Regions from separate parts of the Gossypium hirsutum genome. Here region 2 is linked to region 1. Evidence: chromatin contacts called from public Hi-C data. All regions are on one chromosome and are shown on one strand. The core of a region is the stretch at or near the end of the contact, and the rest is flanking DNA. Distances in the headings are between cores, read along the strand shown. Region 1 holds the start of LOC107951734 (histone H3.3). Region 2 holds the start of LOC107951736 (homeobox-leucine zipper protein ATHB-6).

The links. Hi-C and Micro-C count contacts between places; a contact is called where the count stands out from the background.
Region 2: a Hi-C map of fibers shows a contact between it and region 1, with 4 times the contacts expected there. The contact joins the promoter of LOC107951736 here to the promoter of LOC107951734 in region 1. A contact is called at or near these places in 7 of 34 Hi-C or Micro-C datasets (callus, fibers and leaf).

What each region holds. Positions count from the first base shown.
Region 1 is chrA02:97,726,162-97,728,861 of Gossypium_hirsutum_v2.1, forward strand. LOC107951734 (histone H3.3) reads right to left here and starts at 1,283. Exons shown (of 5, transcript XM_016886874.2): 1 at 1-1,283.
Region 2 is chrA02:97,887,394-97,890,175 of Gossypium_hirsutum_v2.1, forward strand. LOC107951736 (homeobox-leucine zipper protein ATHB-6) reads right to left here and starts at 1,425. Exons shown (of 3, transcript XM_016886876.2): 1 at 820-1,425; 2 at 352-725; 3 at 1-275. The coding sequence starts at 883.

The DNA.
Region 1 (2,700 bases), core at 33-2,532:
AAAACTTAAAAGAGCATAACAAAGAACATTGAAAATTAAAATGCTCTCAACTTCGCAAATTTCCGGCAATGTTGGGGAGGGTGACACTCACTCCAACGGTGATCGTAACACCCAAAAAGTGAGATTTAAAGAGTCTGTTGTTGACGATGAAAATTCTATGCCTGTGGATCCCGTGCCACAATAGATCGTGTAGTGGAAAGACAAATTACTAGGGAAACAAGATGATGTCACTAACTCAGTTCGGGCAGTGCCTTCTACCGTGAATGAAAATGAATTCGAGTTACTTGAAGGAGACGTTAATACATCAATCATTGATGGGATTCCTGCGATTGAGTTTTCGGATCGGGTCAAGGAAATCATTTTCAAAGAAATGGAGTTGACAGTCATCGTTAAACTCCTAGGGCGAAACATTGGCTATAACACCATTTATAATTGCATTCTTTTTTCTTTGGAAGCCTGTGAATTCTATTCGGTTAATGGATATCGCTAACGGATATTTTTTTGTGAAATTTCAGGATCTTAGATATTACAACAAAGCTCTTTCACAGGGTCCGTGGACAGTTTATGGCTAGTACCTGACCGTACAACCTTGGTCTAAGCATTTCAATCCAATGCAACCTTACCCGAGTATGGTGCTAACATGGATTCGATTGTCGAATCTCCCGAGCCATTTGTATAAACGGAAAATCATTGAGGCTATCGGGGGCCTTATTGGAAAGGTGGTTAAACTGGATTTACAAACTGAAAATCAGACCAGAGGCCGTTTTGCAAGATTAGCCGGTTATATCAATCTAGATAGGCCACTGATTTTACAAATATATGTTGACAGAGTTACTCAACGAGTCAAATATGAGGCCCTTCCGACTGTGTGTTTTGTGTGTGGCAAATACGGACATGTTAAAGATTTGTGTACTTCGGCTATGGCGAACCAGAAATTTGCGAATTTGGCGAACTCGGCAAATAATTCTCCCGAGTAGTCAACAGCCATGGAGGGATCTTTTCTGGCGGGGTGCTTGAACGAGGAAAAACCTGTATCAGTCACCAACCCGAATTTCGGGCCATGGATGCTGGTGGAAATGAGGTCTTCTCGGCAAGAAAAGTGGGGAAACAAAACGGAGGCTCCGGCGAATCAGAATAAAGTCGCTATTGGTTCCAGATTTCGGTGCTGTTAGAGGATGAAAATTTGGGAGTGAAATCGGGACAGTCTGCAGAGAGGATTTTTGGGAATGATCTAGGGGATAAGATGGCAGACAAGGCAAGGAGTAGGGATTTTAGGGATTTTATTGAAGTGGATTAATCGGCTAGTGAGCCAGGTCAAAGAGACTTGATGGATTTGGGTTTTTCTAAGAGGCCCATCGGGAAGGAAATAACGAGCAAAAATGGGTAGAAAAATTTGGGCCAAAATTACAAGAGCCTAGGAAAAAGGCCAATGGGAGTAAGCGGATTATGGGAAAATAACAGGAAGGCTTTTGGAAATTTTTCTAATTCTAATTTGGTTATTTCTAATGGCGCAGGAACAAAAAAGGTGGATATACCAAAAAACATTTATTTGGAATGCGCAATTTCTCAAGGCAATTTGGTTTCTAACGTACAAGAAAACAATGAAGCTGAGGATTTAGAAAATATTAAAGCTTATTATAATCCGATTTTTGACGAATCCGAGGTTTTTATCGTCCCTATATCTGATAATACCCTTGATCCAGGTAAGCACTCTGCTTTTAGTTTTAATAAAAATTTTTATTTATCTATACAGGATAATTTAACCTCGAAATCTGTGGAATCCCCAATTTTAACTTGCAATCGGAATCTAATGGTTCCAAAGATCGAAGAGGTGGGGGTAAAGACAGGGGTAGCCGAAGTTCTAAGAGAGCTTATATCGCTCTACAAGGTCGAGGGAACCGTTTTAAATCCTCGGGAACCACGCGTGTTCCTTTAGCTAAATCTATGGAAACAGTGGCTGAACTTTTATCCCCTCAAATCCTCAATGAGTGCTCAAATGCTGAGGTTGATGGTGCTGGATCAAAGACGGATAACAATATCAGTCTGAACAGTTAGGTATGTTATCCCAACTTTTTAATTTTTATTAATGAATATCACTATCTTGTCGTGGAATTGTCAGGGATATGCAAGTGTGAAATTTCCCAAATTTTTTTGGGAATATAATATCGAGTACAAACCGGATATTATTAATCTATTTGAACCGAGAGTCAGTGGGTCTAATGCTGACAATATTATTGCTAAGTTGGGTTTCCAGTATTCACATCGAGTAGAAGCAATTGGATATTCAGGGGGCATTTAGCTAGGATGGAGAGACTCTGTTCGTCATGATGTGATTCGTAGCCATCCGTATTTTATTATGTCTCGGGTTTGGCCTTCATCCTTGTCTCATCCTATTTTCTTCGCCTTTGTTTATGGGTGTTCTAATAGACAAAGATGTCAAAATCTTTAGAGTGAATTAATGAAATCTATTCCACTTGACCAGAGCCTCTAGACCTCCATTAGAGATTTCAACGCAATTCTCTCCTCTTCGAAAAAATCTGGGGGGCTCACTAGGGGCAAGAGATGTCCACATTTTGGTGATTTTGTTGATTCTGCGGAGCTTTACGACTTAGGTTTTAAGGGGCCGCCTTTCACTTGGCATAGGGGTTCTTTGTTTTGAGAGGCTAGATCGTGCTCTAGCAAATGAAGCCTGGCTTTGTA
Region 2 (2,782 bases), core at 175-2,674, 160 kb after region 1:
GCGTTGTTAGGGCTATTGTCCTTGTTGGTTTTGGTGTTGATGATGATGTCTTCATTTAAGATAGCACTGGAATCACTGTCCGATGATCCATCTTTCATGTCTGGAAAAAGGGTTGCACCAACAACAACTGATCCATAGTTGAGATCTGCAGCTGGTTCACTTTGTTCAAGTGTTTTGTTATCAGTATTTTCAGATATAATCACTTCTTCTTTCACTGAAACATTGCTCTCTGTCTCAGTGCTTTCTCCACTTTGCTTTGCCTGCAACTCTCTTATCTGCAACAAATCATTCCATGTTCAAACAAGATGTAGGAAAATTGAACACTTTGGGTTATTAATTATTAATTATTACCTCTTTGAGAAGAGCTTCATTGTCATGTTGTAGGGCTTCATAATTGGCCTTAAGAGTTTCATAACTGGTTTTAAGAAGGCCATAATCCCTTTCCAATTGCTTGGTCTTCCACCTAGCACGTCGGTTTTGGAACCAGACAGCTACTTGTCTTGGTTGCAAACCAAGCTCTTGAGCCAACTTCACTTTCCTTTCAGGTTCAAGCTTGTTTTCAACCTCGAAATTCTTTTCCAAGGCCTTAACTTGATCTACACTTAATCTTCTCTTCTTCTCAGCAACATGACCTGATTCTTCTAAACACCCTTCTTCATCTAATCCATCTAACATCGACTGAAACTCCCTGCTGTAAACATGGTTGTTCCTAGGACTATGTTCATCTGCACCAAAACACAAGTCATTCATACCCCAGTCGTGGTTAGAGTAGATCCGAGAGAAATAAATAAAGTTTCAAAATTGGGATTTGTATTAAACCTGTTGTGGGACAGATAGACATCAAAGCACCCAAAGAATCTGAGCTGCCAAGTGACCTCTTCATAGTTGAATCAACCTTTAGGTAAATTTCAAACAGATTAAAAAGAAAAAGAAAAAAGAGAGAGAGCCTTAATTGTGTATTGTTTTGGGACAGAAGTTTTGTTTTTATACAAGATTTAAGAGATGCAAGATGGTTGTAGTATCACTTGTAAAAAGAGTAACACCCTTGTCTAAAACAAGACCAACTTGTACAAGATTGTAGAAATTTACAACTGCACAACAACAACCATTGCCCTCTCTCACTTTCCCCACCATTATATTTCTTCTGTTTCTTCAACACAGTTTCTTCACTTCTCTCAGTTCCCATCCAAAAACAAAACACAAAACCCAACAAGACAAAGCTTTCAAGAAAACCCAAAAAACATGTAATATGAACTCCCCACAATATGTTTTGTTTTTTGTGTTTACATCAGTACACAACCTCAAAATTAGAATATAGTTTGAGAGTGTTGAAATGGAAGAAGTGAAGAATAGATATTAGTAATTGAGTATTGAGAAAGGAGAAGAACCCAGCAGGGGTAATAACCAGTTCCCATCACTTTAAATAAAACAAAAGAGGGGTCACATTTGGGTTAGAATTTGACTGGGGTTAGGTACCCACAGTTGGCCAAAATGCAAATTAACATAAAATTCATTCCAAATGCACAATTTTGTTTTTCTTTACCGGTTATTGGCGTACCCGGTTTTTCGACCGTTTATTTTTTTTGGTGGGTAAAAAGTAAAAAAAAAAAAAAAACTACTACGAAATTGGAAAGCGGTGGTACGGCTCGGCTCCTATTACGGCTTGGCGCTGTTTATTTTTTTGAGCTTAAAAGATTTGGTTGGTGTCAGCGTATCATGGCCCTCTCTACTCGGGTCGGTGCGATTAATCGCCTATCTTTTTACCATTTTATTTTCATAAATAAATGATTAGTTCTCACTTATCATAAGATATTTCATAAAATTATAATTTCATGGAAAAACTTGTGTGTCTCTGAATTATTTTGAAACTCAAAACCTCTTTATTTCTAATTTTATTCCATTAATTGATTGATTCACAATGCTACTTTTTTTATTTTTATTTTCAAATTACACATTTTATGTAATATTTTATTAATGGTAAGGAATTCAAATCTATCTTTTATGAATTCTATCTTTACCCTAATTTATTAGAATTTTTTTCTCACAGCAGTTATTGGTCAACATGTGTATTTGAAGAAAAAATATTATATGAAATTGTGATTCTATGATCACAGTTTTATACGGTCTCTTCTTGTACTTGAAATGTTATTTTTTTTGTCAAATTATTGCATATAATTTATTAAATGGTTGGTTTTAACGAATTGTTGATTTCAAATTAATGATTTAATGGTGATTGGATTGATTTTTTAAATTTTTATAAAATATGAAAATCAAATTATAATATATTAAAATCGAAAGACTAACTCTTTGAATATATAAACAAAAAATACTTCATAATTTTATATATATTGAAATGAATTTAAATAAAGAATATTTCAGCCAAAAGAAAATTAGGGCACAAATATAAATGTCAATTTCTAGAGGACAAAGAAAAAGTACACAAAAACACTACAGGCCAAAAGAATTTTTTGGGACGGGGACTAAGTTAAAAGTTTTTTTTTTTTTTGAGTTAAATTGTTGCTTTCCTATTTTATTAGTTTATAAATTTATTTTTTAAAAGATTAAAAAATATTATTTTTAAAAGTTTGAAGTGTAATTTTATTATATATTAATTTATAAATTTATAAAATTTATAGGATGAAACATGTAATTATCCATTTTAGGAGTATTTATAATAAAATTGTTGATGCAAGAGAGTGATAGAAATGAATGATTCACCCTGCTTATTACTGAGCAGAGAGTTGTTGAGTAAGGTAGTTAAAATAAAAAGAGAGGGGAGATG